Regions from separate parts of the Columba livia genome. Here region 1 is linked to region 2. Evidence: chromatin contacts called from public Hi-C data. All regions are on one chromosome and are shown on one strand. Each heading gives the region's core, a stretch centred on a gene start, on an enhancer-like site or on the middle of the called end of the contact. The rest is flanking DNA. Distances are from core to core; before and after follow the strand shown. Region 1 overlaps BICD1 (BICD cargo adaptor 1). Region 2 overlaps FGD4 (FYVE, RhoGEF and PH domain containing 4).

Region 1 (3,200 bases), core at 605-3,104, 120 kb before region 2:
TTGTACATGTCTAATATGATCATGCAGTCAAATGGTTGGGAAAAACACTCTAGTGCTGAAGAAAATAATTAAAAGAAGCCAATATACTGATTCTTACATCTTTATGTTCCAATTAAAATTACAGTGTAATACATAACTGTTCCAGTGAATAAACTGGCCATTTTTGTTCATTTAATTCAATGCTGTCTTGTCTACTTCTATTTAAGTCAGTTTGCAGTGTGTTGGCTGGGCTTATACTTTTGCATTTATTTAGTTCTTAAAGATCCGTAACTGGAAGTTGAAAAGTTATCAGAATTAAAGGACAGGAAATTGAGAAGAGAAATAAATCAACATTAAAGGAAAAGGGAATCAGAATTAAAGCAAAGATGCTTCCTCTGTTTTCTGAGATTGAGGCAGACACTAAAATACAGACCGATTCCCTATATACTGTTTCCAACACACTTGAGTAATCTCTGAAATGCTGCAACATCTGCACATACAATAATGCTTTGTGAGATGCAAATCTCCACCCTCAGGGGATGTGGAAGCAAAGGAAGAGCTGAAGTTGGCGTAAGATCAGCTGGGGAGTGCCGTGCACTGTACAGCGCACCGTACCGGCTTTTTAAACTAAGAAACGTCTTTCATCCCTTGTGCAAGAGCCTTGTTCTGACAGCCAGGGGGTCAAAATCCTCCCTCAGTAGCCAGTCCCACGGTGGTCTGGGAACATGGCCCCTCACAGCTGGCAGTATCCCTGGGGGATAGCAAATGGGCCAGGAAAAGGGAAGAGCCTGGAGGAAATACTGTGCCTCCACACCTGCTGTCATGTTTGACTCAATGGGAGCTATTGGAGGGCTGGTTTTGTTCTTGGCTGGCTGGTGAGGTGCTTTGGCTTGTAACAGAATTTGTGCATGGTGACAGAAATGCAGATCAAGAACTGTCACTTATCTAAGTTCTTGCCACTTCTCTCTTTTCTTCCTTTTTCCACCTAGCAGGGAAAGGGAAGGTCCTCCCGCCTTATCTGTGTTCATTGCAGAAGTGCCTTTGGCAGTGGTGTTGCAGGATCACTTTTGCAGAAGTGTGACTGCTCAAGATAAATTTCTCTTACTCTGGTTGTTCCTCCCCTTCAATTTTAAACTAAAATAATTTTTGAGAATTAAAAAAAAAAAAAGAGGAAGCAGACTTTTCTTCCTCAGAGTATTTGCTTTGAAAGCAGTTGCACAGAGTTGCCCCTTATGTGAACATTCTCACAGCAAAGTTGGTTAGAGAAACTTCTAAACCATATTGCTCCTTCCTCTTCCCCTTCCTATGTATCATCTCTTCAGCAGGTCCTGTGCAACTCCCTGAGAGGCAATGGTACGAGTCAGATCACTGAAATAGTCGGGGTTAAAAATAATAATAATAATTAAAATATATTTTTTGTTTCCAAAGAAAATGTCTGCATAGTATCTCCTTTGAGAAGCACCGCTACCCCTTGTTCTGGAGTAGGAGAGCAGGAGGTAATTTCTGACAAATGACCTATTGGTTTGCCTATAAACATATATCAGATGATAATGGAAATGATCCTCAGCTAAAGTTTACAGTGACTGCCACTGCAAGTCTTTGTTTCTGGATACCTCCCTTGATAAATCCTGCAGTTACACTTAGAGAAACACCAAACACTCCCAGCTACACCTAAAGGCAGCAGGAGCCATAGTTTGACTCTCTTAACACCACAAAGCACTGACAGGCCACTGGCAACTCAGGTTGAGCACAAAAAATGACTAAATAATTTTGAACAAGGTTGAAAACAGAGAGAACAGAGGTACCAATTATTAAGAGAGCCATATCATAGGGCCTGACATCCACATCTGCTAGCAGCCTGTGATTACAAACATAGAAGATTTTATATAGAGAACAAAATACAGGGGGGAAATGGAGCTAACATAGATAATAAGAATGTGAATCCTCATAAAAACATTTGGAATAAAGCCAGCTCTCATCTATTTGTGTATGCTAAAGGCACAGGCACAACTACTTTCCTCTCAGTGGAAAGTTTGAGTGATTGCCTGAATGAAAGAAAAAAGTCCTAACTTTGCACAAAAAATGAGGCTTATACTATAGTTGACAACTCAGCAGAAACTTAATAACCCAGTAAAAAATATTGACCTTTGCAAGAATGATTCCTTCTTGACTACAGCAGTATATTAGAAAACACACTTTTCACTCATTATTATTTATAAATTCTCTTATATCATATTGGAGGGATCTAACTTCAGGAATAAGGTTTGGTGGCTGGTTTTACAGAAAAAAAAAAATAATAAAAAAATATATAAAATACATGATTGAGAAAATGTTATTTGTGAGAAAGCTCCATATGAGGGGAGAGAAAGAAGCCCTTTCATCTCCCTGAACTGAGTTATCAGGAAACTTTGGAAATAAATAATGAGACAGTTGTGTCCATTGAAATTAGTTCATAGGATGCCCACATCTTTTTAAGTGTTTATGACCTCTCTCAAAGGAAATCGATGTTTGCTATTCAATGCTGTCGTATTGGTTAAGGTATTAAAACTGAGGCTATTTACATAGATTAGGAATATGATATGGAAAGCTACATGAGTACAGAGCTCCCTTGAAGATCAAATTCTGAATGCAGAAGATGTAGACCCAATATCTTGTTCTTCTTCACAGAGATGGGAAATGCATGTGACCACAGGAGAAAAACAGCTACTGTTTTTACAGCACAGAGGTTGTCTTCTGTTCCCCTGTACAAGACTAACTGGCTTTGCTACAGCAATAAGAAGCCTCTGTTAGAGATAGATGACCTCTGTAAACTCAGATGGCTCAATGCTGATCCATCCAAGGCAGCTCTTTCTACAGTGCTACAGCTTGTTACTGCTCTAAGATGAAGTAGCAGCTGTTCGTCATAGCTATACGGATGCTACCATCAAGCCTTTGACCCGTGTCATTTACAGTTGGTTGGGAAACTTGCTTTGACCTGAATGAATGGACCTGCCATTCAATTTGTTGCTTTGAAATTTGATTTTAAGACATCCCTGGGTTGCAGCAAAGCTCCACTGACTTTAGTAGGCTCCATCTGGACTGGGCATTCATCTGTGTGGAGCAGATGACAGGACCATGGGCATAACATGGAGTATCTCATGCAATTTGAGGATATGACTGGTGAGTGATTTCATGACCAGCTTGTGACTCAGCTTCAGGCATGCAAAATGTAAAATTAGAAC
Region 2 (3,413 bases), core at 588-3,087:
CTTCTGAATTAAGTTCTTGATAGCAAGATAATGTTTCCTGAAATAGTTTTGGACTAATGTGTCAAATATTTCTTTTAGTTCTGAACAAGATAAGGAAGAATGGATAAAGGTAAATTCATCTATATTCTTTACTTTATAATCACTTTTCCACTGAAGCAATAAAAAAAACAATATTCATATTCTCTGGCTGTAGCTTCCCTCAGCTAATCAGTAATTGGTCAGAATGCAGAGTCCGTTAGAAACATAACATCTCTGACTAATTCCTCCACTGTTTCCTTAGGCGCTTCAGAATACCATAGAAGCTTTTCAGCAGAGGAATGAAACTTTCAGAAACGCTATTGCTAAAGAATATGAAGACATGCCTGTTGAGGTTTCTGTAAGTTGCTGCTCTTCCTTTGTAGCCCTCCTAGTATCCATGTTTTTCTTCAATAACTGGAAGAAGCTTGGCAGAAACTTTGTTTTCAAGTTCACCATTCTTATAGTAGAGGAATTACAAAGCAATCGTCTTGCTGGTAATTGTTTTTCTTTATAATGCCAAATCTTATAAAAAAGCCTCATTTTTTCTTGACTTGTATAACAGAGTACCCTTTCAGTGATGCACAATGATTTTTTTGACTGGGTTCTTTGTTATTTCTTGTATAGATTTCAAAACGCATTTTGAGCTGCGTTTTGCCATTTCCTTTGCAGAGGAAGAGAATAACTATTTTCTCTATTTAAAGTGCTGCACAACTTTTTATACTGGCTTTTTTTTTTTCTTTCCATCCTTTCCCTGCCCTCTGGCAGAATGCTGAGCTTGGGAAGAGAGCACCGAGGTGGATACGAGACAACGAAGTAACCATGTGCATGAAATGCAAGGAGCCCTTTAATGCACTGACAAGGAGACGGCACCACTGCCGAGCGTGTGGACATGTAAGTGCAGAACCTCAGCTGCTGTAGCTGAGGAGTGGGCTTGGGAATGGGTTTGAGAATCTGCTTGAGTTCTGGGGGATGCTTGTTATGCTGTAGAGTTTGTTGCTGTGCTTGTGGCTGAAAGGAGAAGCTGTGTATAGCCTACCACAAAGGTTCCTCTGTCTTCAGTTGGCATGGGAAATGTGGAAGTAATTTGGAGCGGTGGAAGATGTGTGTTTGTGTAAAATGTCCCAAGCCCCTGGATATACAATACACTTATTTCTGAGTGGCCTCCACTGATCTCAGCAGTTTCAAGACTCACTACAAGAGTTTCCCCTCACTACAAGAAAAGACATTGAGGTGCTGGAGAGAGTTCAGAGAAGGGCAATGAAGCTGGTGAGGGGTCTGGAGCACAAGTCTGATGAGGAGCAGATGGGGGAACTGGGGCTGTTTAGCCTGGAGAAAAGGAGGCTGAGGGGAGACCTTATTGCTGTCTACAGCTACCTGAAAGGAGGTTGTAGCATGGAGGGGGTTGGTCTCTTCTCCAGGCAACAAGTGGTAGAACAAGAGGGAACAGCTTCAAGTTGTGCCAGGGGAGGTTTAGATTGGATATTACGAAAAATATCTTCAAGGAAAGTGTTGTCAGGCACTGGAACAGACTGCTCAGGGAAGTGGTGGAGTCACCATCCATGGGAATGTTTATAAGACATACAGATGAGGTTCTTAGGTACATGGTTTAGTGCCAGTGTTAGGTTAATGATCTTGAGGGTCTCTACCAACAAAAATAATTCTATGATTCATTCTATTCTATGATTCTAAGACCGTATTAAGCTGGCATAAGCCAGTGTTATCCCTGGTAGCACTGGCTGCCTCTGCTTACCGTTCTGCAATCTCCTCTCTCCTTGTCCAGAGAAACGTGAAGCCCCGCAGTTTTTCTTTGGGTTACCTTGGGGCTGTTCTCAGCTGGGTTCAGCATGTAACATGCACGAAGCATCGGGGAAAGGCTGAAGGTTGGGATGGGGAGAAAGTATTACTGCTGCTTTCCATGTATGATGCTATGGTAACATATACCACTTTAAAGCAACCATGAAATACAGGATATATCAAAAAGATGGACCCAATTTGAAAATTTAAAATCACTGGATATCTCTGCAACCATGAACCACCCATGAATGAAACACTTACCACTTGAAAGAGTGGGACATAATGTTTCAAATTATTTGTTTGTAAATTTTTGTGTAATTGTAACATGTTGCCATTGTGAAATATACTGCTTTGAAACTAGATCCATCTTTTTGAAACATCCTGTAGTGGAATGAGTTCAGAGTGCTTTAGTTGCCATCCAGCAGCTATGCTTTTCTCCAGCAGATGGTAGTGCAAGCCCAGGTTTAATATTTGTCTTGCAGGTTATCTTGCATGATTTCTTTCTAATATTTTCACGTGGTGTGAAGACTTACTGCATTCATAATGCTGGTTTTGTTCTTTGCAAGACACTAGAGATGTTTTCAGAAGTTCTGAATTATTCATTATACAGTTGTTATCTGTTTTTTATTCTTTTTTTTTCTAGGTCATTCTGTCTTAAAACTCCTTCATTAATCTAAAGATCATATGCTTCCTTTTTTTCTTCCTTTTGTTTAGAGTCCTAAGTACTTCCCTTTATTATAGTTCACATCTCCTTCCACTTTGATTTTAAACATATTTTCATGGGAATTAATTTGGATCAGTGATAGTGTCTTTCTAGCAAGAACTAATTGGAAATATTTAACTAGTATTCTCGAGAGATACTAGTTGAAGGTAGTGATCTAGATTAATACTGCAGAGCCCTGGTCCACAATAAAAATTTGATCAGGTGTTTGAGTGGTTCACATCCATTTGTCTACCTTTCTTTCTTGAAATAACAGCACTCATGCTTTTAGTACAGGCTCTCTCTTTCCCCTGAAAGAACATTTCTGTGGAAAAATATTTGTAATGAAAGAACTTCTCTCAGATCTTCTTGCATTTCAGTTTTCTGTATATGTTTTGTGAAAAGACAAAAGCCAGTGTGACAGTGGTTTATGCTGTGTACTCATCAGCAGTTTCTGGAACTGTAAATTTAATATTTCTTAGGTTAAAAAAGTAACCATTTCTAATTTTATTAATTTTTTAATCATTAAAAGTGCATCTCAGTTCTACATCTCTGAGGTTATGTAGAAAACCAAATGCTAAGTGTACCTTTTCAGAGTGGCATCTAAAGAAACTGAAGGATTTTCTTCCTGTGGCGTGGTTCTGGTTCTATTCTTTAACCTACAGATATAAGTGAAAGCCTAATGTGATTTTATACAAAGTTGCCACCAGGTAAATAGTAAAAAGCAATTCTAGTTACGAAGCAGTGGCACAAATTTGGAGAAACTGTTCATTTCACTTAAGTTACTGTTGACATAACAATCACCACAAAGCAATTAGCTATCTTGTTTTGTATAATTAAATAAATGATACTAATTAGTTATAATATTAATGTTAAATTAAATTCTGTTTCTATAAAGTTT

Evidence for each region. A called contact is a pair of places that touch in the nucleus more often than the background predicts.
Region 1: a contact with region 2 is called in a Hi-C map of liver, with 2.5 times the contacts expected there. The contact joins two enhancer-like sites.

What each region holds. Positions count from the first base shown.
Region 1 is chr1:144,857,790-144,860,989 of bColLiv1.pat.W.v2, reverse strand. It overlaps BICD1 (BICD cargo adaptor 1), which reads left to right. Exons shown (of 9, transcript XM_065034901.1): 9 at 1-175. Among named protein-coding and RNA genes, the nearest start is that of FGD4, 9.5 kb to the right of the region's middle. Within about 2 kb of position 1,854, at least 1 of the 3 cell types and tissues checked has an H3K27ac peak away from gene starts, as active enhancers do.
Region 2 is chr1:144,738,310-144,741,722 of bColLiv1.pat.W.v2, reverse strand. It overlaps FGD4 (FYVE, RhoGEF and PH domain containing 4), which reads left to right. Exons shown (of 18, transcript XM_065034966.1): 13 at 79-109; 14 at 281-376; 15 at 784-909. Among named protein-coding and RNA genes, the nearest start is that of DNM1L, 18 kb to the right of the region's middle. Within about 2 kb of position 1,837, at least 1 of the 3 cell types and tissues checked has an H3K27ac peak away from gene starts, as active enhancers do.